Linked DNA regions of Zea mays: region 2 is linked to region 1. A link is a contact called in public Hi-C data. All regions are on one chromosome and are shown on one strand. The core of a region is the stretch at or near the end of the contact, and the rest is flanking DNA. Distances in the headings are between cores, read along the strand shown. Region 1 holds the start of LOC103635981 (actin-97). Region 2 holds the start of LOC103637325.

Region 1 (7,628 bases), core at 4,495-6,994:
GATACCTCGGGAAAAATTGGAGGAGTCTTCTTGTCCCTTCTTTACATTCCACATTTACTTTGAGCATATTACTTTATGTAATTACTTAATTAGTATTTGTAATAATGACTTATTGTTGTTGTCTATCTCATAGCATTTACTTATTAATAGTAGTTTGGGTGAAGTTGGACTCATGCTTAGGGATTAACTTTTGTTGAAATTTTAGAAAAATCCAATTCACCCCCCTCTTGGGCATCATGATCCTTTCAGACTGCATCCTTGCATCTTTGTGGGGAGTGTGCCGCAGTCAGAGGTGCGAAGGCGGGGCACTAATGGAGGCGACATGAGGAAGAGGGGAGCAGTTGCTGTGGTCGTATGGTTGGTGTGGTCGTATGGAAATAGAGCTGAAAGTTGGGTCGTGTCGTGCCGGCTCATTTTCCTTCGTGTCAAGCCGTACTTTGGGCTCTTATTTTACATGTTGTGTCGTACCGATACTAAATGGTCTGGCCCAAACTTTCAGGTTGGAAGGAGCGGTTCCTATGTGGTTGCAGGGTAGCGACCGTCGGGGGAGGGCAGGAAGGGAACAAAACTCCCACTTAGTAGGTGGAGAGAGATATCTGATTTGTTTTATATACAGTTAGTACTATAAGAAACTATCGTTACAAGGCCACTAAGATATATACATATGTAATAACCCTGTGGTATAAGATATATACATATGTAATAACCCTGTGGTCGTAGTGAGACTCATGGACGCATAAATTAAGTGTAATAAATTAGTGCCCATGCGCAGTAGCCTACAGGAACGTCTAGTTTTGGTTGGTGGGGTATTTATACCCACTCGACCAGCCACATTAAGTGTCTTGTTGTCCATATACACTTGTATTTATAGCTAGTGCATTGCAAGCCCCCAAAGCATAGTGAGGTGATTAGCAAAATCATAATCCCATGTTAGGACCTCATTAGTGCGCATGAAAGCCACCTAGAGCACACACCACATGCATTAGGATTTTTTTGGTCAAGTCAAAGTCTATAGCTTGTTACTCTTGGTGATCGGCATCACCTAGATGACTTGGTGGCGATTGAAGTTCAGTGATCACCCCGGAGGATTTATTGGTGACCCGACTCGGAGATTGTACGCGGTCGTGAGGGATCCACCGCGTCGGAGAGGCAAAGGATCATCCCATAGTGAGCACTTGGTTCTTGTGAGGACCAAGGGGGAGCGATACCCTTGCGCGGGTGCTCCAATGAGCACTAGGGAAGAGTGCCGACTCTTCGATACCTCGGGAAAAATTGGAGGAGTCTTCTTGTCCCTTCTTTACATTCCACATTTACTTTGAGCATATTACTTTGTGTATTTGCTTAGTTAGTATTTGTAATAATGACTTAGTATTGTTGTCTATCTCGCAGCATTTACTTATTGCTAGTAGTTTGGATGAAGTTGGGCTCATGCTTAAGGTTTAACTTTTGTTGAAATTTTAGAAAAGCACAATTCACCCCCCACACGCACCTCTTGGGCATCGTGATCATTTCAGAGTGCATCCTTGCATCTTTGTGGGGAGTGCGCCGCAATCAGAGGTGCGAAGGCGGGGCACTAATGGAGGTGACGGGAGGAAGAGGGAAGCGGTTGGTGTGGTCGTATGGGAATAGAGCTAAAAGTGAGGTCGTGCCAGCTCATTTTCCTTCGTGTCAGACTGTGCTTTAGGCTCTTATTTTCATATCGTGTCGTGCCGTACCGACACTAAATGGCCCGGTCCAAACTTTCAGGTTGGAAGGAGTGGTTCCTATGTGGCGTGCAGGGTAGCGAGCGTCGCGAGGAGTGCAGGAAGGGAACAAAACTCCCATTTAGTAGGTGAAGAGAGATATATCTGATTTGTTTTATATACAGTTAGTACTATAAGAAACTATCGTTGCAAGGCCACTAAGATATATACATATGTAATAACCCTGTGGTCGTAGTGACTCATGGACGCATAAATTAAACCTAAAATATATAACTAACTATACAAACATGCATTTAGTCATGATATCCGCAACTACACTAGAGTCCATTCTCCTCGGCTCCTCAACTAAACATACCCTAAGAGAGGAAGGCACGTACACAACTCCTCAACTAAACATACCCTAAGAGAGGAAGGCACGTACCCAACGAATTTCACCGGTGCTTCTCGACAGTTTTCACCAGTGCTTCTCGACAGTCCACGACATGTTCCTAATTCTGGTCATGGACGAACGTACATGGGTGAGTAATCCCTTTGAGCAACCTGTCAAATCGTATGAGAAAGCAAATTCCGAGCTCATCTGCATGATGGTTTGATTCAACCGCCGTTCCACGGTGAGAATTTGTCAAATTTGATGCTGCAAAACGTATCTCCTGAAAACCTCAAAACTCATGCAACATTTGTTTCTTGTGCTTATTGAAAATCCAAACCAAGCTATCATTGTTGTATATAAGCTCCAGTTGCACAGTTCAATATCTGCAATACGATCATGTTTATATTTTAAGTCTTGGCAGTCGACAAACACCAAATTGTATAGAAACCGGAAAATCCAGCCCATATAAAAGGGCCATTCATACTTTGCACGGATGCTCAGATTACAACGCTTTCAGAATTCAGATACATACAAGCGGCACAGTCCAAGCCAAATATATAACTATCAGCTCTTCCAGCCACGCACAACAAACCAATCAAGTTTGACAACCCATCTCACGAACCAGGTGTCACGACAGACACAGCGTGCTCGCACATGGATTGGAGCCACAACATACAAAGGGGGGAGCCTATCCCCAAGAAGACTTCAGGTCCGATGGAAACAAACAAACGTATCATGCAAATCTGCCACACATATCTCGAGAAATGGAGGGGACATAATTTGAGACTAGGTAACGACGAGGAACTTGTGAAACCCTAGAAGCACTTCCGGTGAACAATTGCCGGGCCAGACTCGTCGTACTCCTCCTTCGATATCCACATCTGGTAAATCAGTGGCACATAATAACAGAATTCAGAAGTGATTTCATTTCGGCGATAATAGAGTTAAAAGAAATGAAGTGCTGCAGCTGAAACAAATATAGAAAATACATACCTGTTGGAAAGTGCTGAGCGAGGCTAGGATCGACCCTCCTATCCAGACACTGTACTTCCTCTCAGGCGGTGCAACGACCTTGATCTTCATGCTGCTTGGTGCAAGGGAAGTGATCTCCTTGCTCATACGATCAGCGATACCCGGGAACATAGTCGAACCACCACTGAGCACAATGTTACCATAGAGGTCCTTCCTGATATCCACGTCACACTTCATGATTGAATTGTATGTTGTCTCATGGATTCCAGCAGCCTCCATACCAATCATCGACGGCTGGAAGAGGACCTCAGGGCACCTGAATCTCTCTGCACCAATGGTGATTACTTGTCCATCAGGTAGCTCATAGCTCTTTTCAACTGAAGAGCTGTTCTTGGCAGTTTCCAACTCTTGCTCATAGTCAAGGGCTATATATGCTAGCTTCTCCTTGATGTCCCTTACAATTTCTCGCTCGGCTGAGGTTGTGAAGGAGTAACCCCTCTCAGTGAGAATTTTCATGAGGGAGTCTGTGAGGTCCCGACCAGCAAGATCCAAACGAAGAATGGCATGAGGAAGGGCATATCCTTCGTAAATGGGCACAGTGTGGCTCACACCATCACCAGAGTCGAGTACAATACCTGTAGATTGAGAAAGTAAACAAGATAAGGGAAAAAAAAGAAAAAGAGGAAACTTCAGCCACACCATGTAAACAATTAAGTTTAACTTCCATATTTTATTCTTGATATATTATACTTATTTTTTTACTGAATTCATATCAACATACAGACTGAGGTGGTAAACACACATGCAGTGTATCTGAGTTGTGCAATCTCATGACTCATGAGCAAGAATAGAAGATAATGATGAGGTGGCTTCGTATGACCTTGACAATAGCCTCAGATAAACAGTTGACAACAGCATATTGGGATCAAAGAGATGATGCTAGCTAGAACTATGAAACTGAATCAACGCCAAACTAAAGGAAGGATCAGGTCATACCAGTAGTACGCCCACTAGCATAGAGTGAGAGCACCGCTTGGATTGCAACATACATGGCAGGAACATTGAAAGTCTCAAACATAATTTGGGTCATCTTCTCCCTGTTGGCCTTTGGGTTCAAAGGAGCCTCGGTGAGCAACACAGGGTGCTCCTCTGGGGCAACACGAAGCTCGTTGTAGAAAGTATGATGCCAGATTTTCTCCATGTCATCCCAGTTGCTCACAATACCGTGCTCAATCGGGTACTTGAGCGTAAGAATACCTCTCTTGGACTGTGCCTCATCGCCAACATATGCGTCCTTCTGTCCCATCCCTACCATGACACCAGTGTGGCGAGGACGGCCAACAATGCTAGGGAAAACCGCCCTTGGTGCATCATCGCCAGCAAAACCAGCCTAAAAGACAGACATAATTAGTGGCATATTTGGAAGTAAAGGTTGTCAAAGTCAGGGACGGGGGCTGACCTTGACCATTCCAGTGCCATTGTCGCAGACAAGAGGCTGGATGTCCTCACCATCAGCCATTTCTACAGAACTGCTGCAAGTGGCATATGGATAGAATCATATATCGCTCAGTGATGAGAGTGTTTTGGTTCACTATGTGGTTGAAAAGGAACAGTGGATTTGAATGTGCATGCTAACTGAGAGCGGTAAATTCAATTTATACAGAAAAGTTCGCACAAGGACAACAGTTTCTGATGCATCTGAAATTTGCAACATCACATTCAGGGGCAAGCCCAGTAAAGGGGCACCCAATATTTTTATTTTTATGTTTTAATTTTTTTTACAAAGACTTTCGGAGCTAGGAGGGTGCCATAGCACCGCCACCCGCGTGCGTCGAGATGTCACCGCTGTTGTTGCCGGTGAATCACCTCACCACCTCCAAGGAGTGCAGATCCGGACTCATGGAGTGCGGATCCGTGCCCCTGGCAAGTGGATCTTCACCCACAGCACACCACGCCACGGATCCGGCCATACCGCACCAGATCGAGGCCGGCGCCACCGCTGAGTCGCCGTCCGGCAGGACATCGTCCACGCAAGAGACAGCGACGACGACGGCAGCTTGTCCAGGGAAGCGTCCTAGCTGGCGCAGGCACGAGGAGACAAGCACGCTTGGGGGGAGAACGCGCGAGGAAAGCAGAGAGGCATCGCCGCCGCCATCCTTGGACCGGCGCCCAGGCGACGGCGAGGTTGGGAGGAGCGAGGCGAGCGAACTCTTGCGGCGGCAGCGCGGACTCCGCCCGTGTCGCCCCACAAAGGACTTCGCACAGCACGAAGGGAAGAGAAGAAGAGGGAGTACCTGGGTGCTCGTCGCCGGCGAAGAGACCAACGAAAGCCTCAGCACGTGGCTTAGGGCGGCGGCGGCGGCCCAGAGCGAGAGAGGTGGACAGAGCACCAGGAAGGATAAAATGCAGTGGACGAAAGGGGAATGCAGGTGGTATATGCATCGACGGCTAGTCTAAAATACTCATTCCGAATAATTATGAATTTTTTAAATAAAATGAGCCGATCAAATTTGGACTGAAAAGTTAAACGAATTATAATTTAAAACGAATGGAGTATTTTTTTAAGGAAAAAATAGTGCACTCGTCTGGACTTGCTTGTGGCCAGCACATACATTAACAAGGTGTCTTAAAAATGATGTATCTTTCTCTAGGTATTCCTGCCTCACGCGTGAAATGGATATTTGTTTCCCTCTTCCCTCACTTCTGCGTCACATGCGAAGCACACATTTAGGGCCTGTTTGGTTCGTGGCTAACTATGTCACACTTTGCCTAAGGTTAGTCGTTCGAATTGAAGAACTAAACTTAAGCAGAAATGTTAGGCAAAGTATGGCAAGTGAGGCTACGATCCAAACATGCCTTTATAACTCTATCCCTCACCTCTCGTTTGTTAACTCACCCAACACGACAGTGTGTAGGTCTATTCATCTTTCTCTCCTTCTTGTTTATGAGTGGGTCGTTACTTTATAGATTGGTTGTGAGAAACCACTCAATCCCAACACGATAAGAGGCCTCACGCAACATAGCACTCTCATGTAGTAACATCCTGCTAGCTAAAAGAATTGTGCTCCTTTTTAACTCATACCATGTTTGGCCTTTTAGTTAAGATAAAATGAAATGTTTTTCTTGTATGTTTAATATTTGGTATATGGACTATATGTTTTGTCGGGGAAATGATCCTCGGTCCTTGGGACCCAGCGGTCAGTGAGCGTACTTAGGAAAGAGCCCCCGATCCCTGGGGCCCATTAGTCAGTCAAAAAAGGCAGGTGTACCAGCCCTGGAAGGACCCGCCCCTGGTCGAACCCCGTGCCACCGAGCTCAGGGTCGGGCGTGGCGGAGCTTAACAAGGGGGGATGGGCATGTCAGAAGGGAACCACTTGAGTGGATCATGTGCCCACCGCCAGACTGACCTACCATAAATGACTGACTGCATTAACCATGCCTAGCACCGAGCCACAATGTGGGCACTGGTCCGCTTCCCACTCATGACCTACGGAGCCATCGGGTCGCATAGCGCTCATGACCTACGAACCCCTGGACTCCGGTGTATTAATGGCAAGCCCTCCCCTCGGCCTGCGGCGCACTTATGACCTATCGGACTAGGCCTGAGTGCGCAGACCTCCCACGGGGCACAACACGACGGGCCGCGTCAAGCCCCAGGCTACGGTAGCCAAGGCTTAGCATAGCCCGAATGATGGTGCATGAGACCATCGTCGCCCTCATGTCATACACCACGATAAATGTGCGATAGCCAGGCAGCCCCAGGCCCCGCGAGTACGTGTGGTCTCACCCGGGGTAAACCAATATGACTCCTTCCCAGAGAAGACACCGCTCGACCCCTCTCCCGGCCTATGAAAGGGTGAGGCTCGCCTCAAGGCGAGGGGACAGAGAGGCAACCGAACACCTTCAAACGGAGAAGAACCCACAAGGACAAACAAGAGGAGGAGCGCCGACGAGGACCAGGAGGTTGGAGCCCCGCCAAGCCAAGACTTAGCTAGGACTCAACCTTGTAGCTTTAAGCTCCACTTCCACCTTGATAAGATATTTGGGAGCCTCTCCTCCCTCTCTCGACTACTTGTAACTCCTACTACGAGTTTTATCATTAATGGTGTCGGTAGCGCAAGCCACCAATGACTAGAAGTAGGGACATTCTGCCCAAACCAGTATAAATCTTGCGCCATCCGTGCACACCCTCTAAAGCCCGGAACGCGCACAAAAAATTACTTGTTGGAGCAAGGTACGAAACACCGATAGTTGGCACGCCAGGTAGGGGACTTGCGCGTTCCGCGACAAGATCATCCAAGCTCCGGATGGCTAGCAACGATAGTGGCGCGGTCTGGACTCCAGGGACGGACATTCGCTTCGAGAGTTTGGATTTTGTCGTCAAAAAAGGAGAGATGACGAGGGCCTCAGAAGCCTAGTCTCCCTTGGCAAGCGACTTCCTCGACGTAGCTGGAAGTCTCGGCGACCTCCTACTCGACCCACCTCAAGAGTACCATGGGTCGCACGGCTCGCCACCACCCAATTGTACTGAGGTAGTGGGAGTACTGGACTGCGTCCAGGACTCGTTCCTGGATATCCTCTTG
Region 2 (7,504 bases), core at 2,457-4,956, 170 kb before region 1:
TGCGAGCAGCATTAACAGCAGCTAAAAGCTCCTCTTGGTCATCTTCTGGTTCACCTGCAATGCACAATTATTAGTTATTAGAAGAGGAAGGATACTAGCGAGAGACATGAGTAATAAAGGTAAAGCATCTTCAGAAAACCTGTTATGTCTGTAAGATCACTATTTAGAGCCTGTGAATGCCAGGATGAAGCTTTGCGGTCAGAGCCTTTTTTCATTGGTGGCCGCCCCAACTTACTGCGCAGATGATTAGAAGATAGAATCAAGTTTCATATGCAAAGCTATGATCCCCCAATGCCACCAAAACATGACAATTAAGTACCTCTCGTTCTTTTCAGATCCAGGTCTTCCACCTTTTATTGGCTTTCTTGTTTCTGCAGTGACCAGTTTTTCTTTTGGCATTAGAGAACACCCCTTGACATGCATAGCACCCCTTCCACTCCTCCCTTGACGACGAACACCACCATCTTCGAGCTCTTCTTTCAAAGGAATCCTATTTTTATTTGACAAAAATATTAATCCCATTGCATTATGGGCTGTATTTGCACCCTCGTTCCCCACTTCACCACTATGCATGGTTTTCTCCTTGGACTTGCTTTCAGCCACAGCCGATCCCTCACTTTCTGACAACCCAGCAGGAGATGGGATGCTATCCATTTTGGTTGTTGATGTGTTCTTTGTCAGCAAGACACTGCCAGACTCTATAGGTGCTGATCTAGTGGCAGTGTCAAGTGGTGATCCTTCAGATAACACTTCATCAAAATTTGACACTGGAGAAACAACATTTGCTCTTCTTGTCCGTGACATCTTCTGTGGGCGTTGCCCTACCCAGGCAATAGGAGGTGAGGAAGCATTTGAATGTGTGGAACGTTTGCGATTCGTCATGCCCGCCAAAGGTGACACTTTATTTGGGTACGGTGCTTCTTCCCATTCATCATTTCCTCCAGTTGAACGTTGGAAATTAGAACATGAGTTTATAGCAAGTGAACTGGTTCTTGGTGCCCTGCATGCTTTAGCCTTGGGCAGGGGACTTAAGCTTCCGTTTTGCATATCATCAGAAGTATTTACCCTAGATAACAAATTGCATATATCATCCAATAAATGGCAATTTTGCAATACCCTTTCACATATATGTAGCAAAGAAAAAACGTGGCTTATCAGGACAACAGAAGTATCTTAGCTTACTTGTTTCCTTTTACTGTAGTCCTTTCCTTTTCAACTCCAGCATGGCGTTCTCTTCTTTCATTTGGCTGAGCCACATAATCGACATCTGACTTGGGCAGAATGCAGGATACAATGTTGTTCTGCTGAGAAGTGCCATCCAACTTGTTACCTGCTAGTGCTCCAGCAGAAACTCCATGTCTGCGATGTGAGAATTAAGAAAGATGAGCTCTAACATGGATACCGAGGCAAAGAAGATTTCCAAATATAGTGATGGAAGAGGATTCAGGTTGCAAACAACAAAAAAACATGCTGATCAGAGAATAGCCCAAGGAAGAGCTAGAAACACAAGCTGCCAAACACCACCTTTCTGATGACGCACGTGCAGTAATAATGTAGTATCATTCTACTCGCTGATGCTGGACCCTATATCTCTATTTCAAGGTAGCAGATGATATCAATTTGTGAGCATATCACACATATCTTCTCAATGTTTAAGTTTTCCCAAGATTACATGCTTTAGTTCAGCATGATGATCAATCAGAGACGATCATTTCAGAGAGTCAGCAACCAGAAACAAAGTTCTAACTCTCAAGGAACAAAAAATAATGGCAAGCACAATTTTTTACCTATATCCAAGGCCATCACTAGATCGTGGGCGTGCTTCATTGGCTGGTCTATGCTGACCCATGGATTTGACATCTCGATCAGCATCACTGCCTCTGCTGAGCATTGTTCCAACAGAGCGTCTACGCTTCATCTTTTTTTCCCACCCTTCACTGCCAGTAGATAAACCCCGCAATTTTTCATCAGAAAGTCCTGAGACGATAGCAGATATTCTTGTACTGTTCTTTTCCTTCTCCACAGGTGAATTTTTCTCATTACTAACCAAAGGGCCTTGCCTTGTAGGAACACTACCACGTCCTTCCACCTGAAACATGTATAAACAACAGAACCAAGCTTTTTAAGTGAAGAAATTCATAAAGAATGTGAAAATATTATCATGGTAAAAAATTGTGATTGGAGTTCAGAACAGCGCATCATTCATGAAGCACATTAATTAGAAGGCCATATTTTTTAAGGTGAAGTAGCATTGAAACTAGATCAACCAGAGTTGTAGTTTCCAGACCCAAGAACAATGAGACTAGGTAAGGATTATGAGTGACATGAGTGTGAGAATAAAAGGCTATATCAGTTGACTTCGGAATCCGTCCAAGATCACCATTTTCCCACACTTGTCCCGCATGCTCTTTATATGTGAAAAATGAGGTGAGGACAGGGTGGTAACCAGGTCCCCATGCAACTCAGCTTACAAGAGCAAGATTTCTGGAATCTTAGCGGTTTCCACTGATAAGGACAAAAGAACATGAGTAGCTAGGGACACTTGCATGAGTTATAATTAGCTGTTATAAGACTGAAAAGGTACAACCTTTTCAACGACTATGATCCGGATTCCAGAATCTTATGGCGATCATTAATGAAATCAGGAATATTTGCTGTGGCCAAAACAAACTAAGGAAAATAATAAGTGACGCAAAGGCTATGAGCTGAGACGAAGAGTGGGCCGAGCACACGAACCCGGGCATCAGCGAGAGAGGAGCGCACGCGCTTGCTCAAGACAGCAGAGTTGTTCTGCGCCCCCATCCTGAGCGCGCCTGTGGACGAGGAGCAGGCACCGGCAGCCCCGAGCTTGTCGGGCGAGGACGACGCCTCGGTGGCGCGCTGGCGCTTGCGTGTGACAATGTTCTTGTACTTGTCGAGCTTCTGGATGGCCTCGTGCAGCGACCTGACCTTCTCCCTGCGGGGACCGGGAAGGAAGGGGGCACGGAATTGAGCGGCAGCCAGCGTCAGCAATGCGATATTAGACAGAGGGGGAAGGGGGGGAGGAAAGGGAAAGTACGCACTTGGCCTTGACCGCGGAGTCCTGGACGCTGGCGCGGATCCGCCTGAGCTCGTCGGTCTGGTCGTTGGAGGCGAGCGCCCGGCGGAGCTCGGGGTGGCGCCAGTGCGGCTGCTTGGGGTCGGAGCCCCAGGAGGCGAGCGCGTCGAGCGCGAGGAACTGCAAGAAGGGTGGGGTGGGCGGGGGCGGGGGAGCGTGGGTGTCCCCCGGCCCCGCGCCCTCGCGAAAGCTCCCCGCCATGTGGGGACCGGATCGTTAGGGCTACGGTCCCCCTCCTCGTCGTCGCCAGCTAGGCTGGGCTATCTGAGCGCGGCGGCGGCGGCAACGCACATCGGATGCCGCGGGAAGGGAAGGAAGAAGGGTTCAGGCGGCCGATTGGGGGCGGAATTGCTCCCTCGGCGACTGCGAGGGGAAGGAGGGGTACTCGGCGGGGTTGCTGACGTCGTCGCACGCCCGTGAGGAGGAAGCAGAAATGGGAAGAGGAGGACGATTACGAGTGAGACGGAAGCGGAGAGGGGAATTTGGAGTCAACTTTTGCCGCCGGATTGGTCAACGCAGTCTGTTATTGGCCCAATTCGGTATAGGTACTGTTAGTTACTAGTTGTTAAAATTAGTTTAAGACAAACACTCTAGCTATTAGCTACATTTTCAAATTAGCTAACAGTTAGCTAGCTAATTCTACTAGCAAATATTTAGTCAATTAACTGTTAGATCCAATGTATTTAAACACCACTTTAATATAGAGTCCCTCTCAGTCTATGACTATATGAGTTAATTAAAAGATTTACAATAGGCGAGTTCTTCGCATAGACAGTCTTTTCATGGAGAACCTGTCTATACATGACTCTCCATGTATATTGTTTATTGTTTCTTAACAGCTCGTTTGGATGTTAGAATTAGAAGTTAGAATCAGAAAATGAAATTTGTCGGATCCAATACTAGCAGACGTCGTCGAAATTGGCTCCACAGAATTGCCAGCGAATATTGCATGACATTTGTTTTCACATGTGCATGTGTGCCCGCAATTCCGAGCATGACCTCTCGGTTTTCACCAGAAATTAAGTCGCCCTCCCCAATTAAGTGCTCTGTGCGCGTGGGAGGAAGGTTAAGTGTTTGTACACCCAAACCAGATTTGGAATTGGTTGCTACCCTGCGTCCTGCGATACCAACTACCATTTGCATCCCGCATCCAAATCACAACATTAGTATTGCATATCATTGTCATTCCCCCTCAGATTTGGTATTCGTAGACAATTTTAATTCCACCACGTGAATGCCTACATTCAAACAGAATATAACTGTATTTATGATTTAGGGACTTAGGTTGTATCATATAGTCTCTTAGTTGTCTTTTTACTTAGAAAACAGATCTGAGGTCTCAAGGTTTGTCGGTGTTTCGATCTCAGGGGGTCTCTGGACCGACGAGTAAATTATCGCTGCGTGTTCCAGCCCAGATGGGTCGGCGCGAGACAGAATACAAGGGGGAAAACAGTAAGGGGAAACTGCGGCTTCGTGTTGTCCTGCGCCCAGGGCGGATGCGCTTGCAGTAGGGGGTTACAAGCGTTCGCGAGGGAGAGAGAGAGAGCGCGAGCCTTGTGCGTCGGCCCGTTCTCCCGCGCGGCCACCTTCTCGTACGAGGGCCCTAGACCTTCCTTTTATAGATGTAAGGAGAAGGCCCAGGTGTACAATGGGGGTGTAGCAATGTGCTAACGTGTCTAGCAGGGAGGAGCCAGAGTCCTATGTACATGCCGTCGTGGCTGTTGGAGAGGTGTTGCTGCCCTGTTCATGTGATGTCGTGGCCGTCGGAGGAGCGCTTGAGCTTTGTAGTAGCACAGCTATCGGAGTTGTCGGGTCCTTGCTGACGTCTCCTTGCTTCCGTAGGGGGCTGAGAACCGTCGTCGTCATAGAGCACGCGGGGTGCCATCATTACTTGTTTACCGGGGCGAGCCAGATGGGACGCCGGTCTTGTTCCCCGTAGCCTGAGCTAGCTAGGGGTAGGGTAATGATGTGCCCCCCTGCGACGTGGTCGGTCCGAGCCCAAGGTCGGGCGAGGCGGAGGCTCCTCCGAGGTCGAGGCTGAGTCCGAGCCCTGGGGTCGGGCGAGACGGAGACCGTCGTCCGAGGTCGAGGCTGAGTCCGAGCCCTGGGGTCGGGCGAGGCGGAGACCGTCGTTCGAGGTCGAGGCTGAGTCCGAGCCCTGGGGTCGGGCGAGGCGGAGACCGTCGTCCAAGGTCGAGGCTGAGTCCGAGCCCTGGGGTCGGGCGAGGCGGAGACCGTCGTCCGAGGTCGAGGTTGAGTCCGAGCCCTGGGGTCGGGCGAGGCGGAGTTCGTCTTCCGGTGTCGAGGTGGAGTCCGAGCCCTGGGGTCGGGCGAGGCAAAGCTTCCTATGGCGCCTGAGGGACTTGACGGCTGTCAGCCTCACCCTGACGGGTGGCACAGCAGTCGGAGCGGCGCAGGCGGCGCTGTTTTCTTGTCAGGTCAGCCAGTGGAGGGGCGAAGTGATTGTGGTCACTTCGGCTCTGTCGACTGAAGAGCGCGCGTCAGGATAAGGTGTCAGGCGATCCTTGCATTGAATGCTCCTGCGATCCGGTCGGCTGGCGAGGCGATCTGGCCAAGGTTGCTTCTCCGCGAAGCCTGCCCGAGCTGGGCCTCAGGCGAGTCGAAGGTGTGCCCGTTGCTTGAGGGGACCCTCGGGCGAGACGTGAATCCTCCTGGGTCGGCTGTCTTTGCCCGAGGCTGGGCTCGGGCGAGGCGAGATCGTGTCCCTTGAGGGGACGGAGCCTTGACCTGAATTGCGCTCATCAGGCCTTTGCAGCTTTGTGCTGATGGGGGTTACCAGCTGAGATTAGGAGTCTTGGGGGTACCCCTAATTATGGTCCCCGACAGTAGCCCCCGAGCCTCGAAGGGAGTGTTGGTACTCGCTTGGACGCTTTTGTCGCACTTTTTTGCAAGGGGACCGGCCTCTCTCGGTTGCATTTTGTTTCGGTGGGTGCGCGCGAGCGCACCCGCCGGGTGTAGCCCCCGAGGCCTCGGAGGAGTGGTTTGACTCCTTCGAGGTCTTAATGCCTTTCGTGATGCCTCAGTCGGTCTGATTGTTCCCTCATGCGAACTGGTCATAGCCCGGGTGCATAGTCAGGTTCCGAGTTCTCGGGCTGGTATGTTGACGCCGTCAACGGTTTGGCCGGAGCCGGGTTTGCGAGAGTAGCCCCCGAGCCTCCGCACAGAGCGAGAGGACGGTCAAGGACTGACTCGGCTTTTTCATACGCCCCTTCGTCGCCTTTCCGCAAGGAGGAGGGGGAAAAGCGCCATGCTGCCCTCGAAGGGCGCCGAACATGGTGTCTCCAGTGAGTTGCTAACGGGTGATCCGAGTGGACGCTCGTGCCCCGTTCGATAAGGGTCGGCTAGTGGCCCAGAGGCGCGCTCCAAAAGTACCTGCAGGTGATTTGCCGGACCCGGTCCCGTTTGATAGGGTCCGAGGGATCGATGCCTCCCTCTGATGGGATTCCGTTACAGAATCGCTCCTGGCGGTCTCGGAAATGTCCTAGGGTACCTCGGGAGCGTAGCCCGAGCCTCGGCCATGTATCGGACGTACCTAGAGTCATCCCTCGCTCTGCGTGTTTTGAGGCAGCTGTCGAACCCTTCGGGGGGCCAGCCTTCGAACCCCTGATCAGTAGTGGGCGCGGAGCCCGAGTGGCCTGAGGCGGCTGTCGAAACCTTCCGAGGGGCCAGCCTTCGAACCTCTGATCAGTAGGAGGGCTCGGGGCCCGCTTCCTTCGCGGAGAAGGATCCCTTTCGGAGTATCCCCTTTCCCGGACCCTGTAGCAAGAGAGAGAAAGGGGAAGAGGAAAAGGATACGAAATTGAACGACGTGGCGCAACTTTTTTGACGCGGTCATTATGGCAGAGGTGAAGCGTCACCCGCTTTGCCTACCAAAGGTGTCGCCTGCCCTGCCGCAGAGTTAACGTGACGGGACGAGTGGTTGGCGAGGCAGCCATTGTGCGTGCGCGAGTCGTTCGAGGAACGGAACACGGGCGCGTCATCTTCACGCCGTGGGAGAGGGCTCTCCTGCTACTCCAGGAGGGGACGCGAGCCCGCATATGATTTGACTGCTGATTCCGCCCGCCTGCCACCGCCATTACTGCCGACCCACTTTTGGCCATATCGACCATCGCGCCTTCTCCCGCGGCGGACTGACCCGTGACCGATGTGCTCGGTTGGCACTGTGGGGCCATGCGCAGGGTTGCCTCGAGTCGCGGCACCGGTTCTGCAGTCGAGAAGGCGCGGTACTGGCGCAAGTGGCGGTGCAGTTTCTCGCACGTAGTAACCGGTGCGCCGGTTACATGACGTGTGGGCCTGGGCCCCATGCTGGACGCGTCGAAGTCGAAAGGGTGTGTCCCCTTGGTGCAGTTGCATGCCGCCTGCATGGCGGTCCGCCCTTTCACCCGC

The links. Hi-C and Micro-C count contacts between places; a contact is called where the count stands out from the background.
Region 2: a contact with region 1 is called in a Hi-C map of ear, with 4 times the contacts expected there. The contact joins the promoter of LOC103637325 here to the promoter of LOC103635981 in region 1. A contact is called at or near these places in 14 of 25 Hi-C or Micro-C datasets (bundle sheath, ear, endosperm and 6 more) and 2 of 3 datasets of contacts at active chromatin or transcription factors (leaf and seedling).

What each region holds. Positions count from the first base shown.
Region 1 is chr8:138,093,921-138,101,548 of Zm-B73-REFERENCE-NAM-5.0, reverse strand. It overlaps LOC103635981 (actin-97), which reads right to left and starts at 5,744. Exons shown (of 5, transcript XM_008658343.4): 1 at 5,340-5,744; 2 at 4,505-4,574; 3 at 4,042-4,435; 4 at 3,067-3,680; 5 at 2,495-2,954. The coding sequence starts at 4,564. The coding sequence ends at 2,889.
Region 2 is chr8:138,262,847-138,270,350 of Zm-B73-REFERENCE-NAM-5.0, reverse strand. LOC103637325 reads right to left here and starts at 3,706. Exons shown (of 16, transcript XM_020543384.2): 1 at 3,063-3,706; 2 at 2,737-2,956; 3 at 1,788-2,089; 4 at 1,183-1,359; 5 at 320-1,066; 6 at 140-234; 7 at 1-54. The coding sequence starts at 3,298.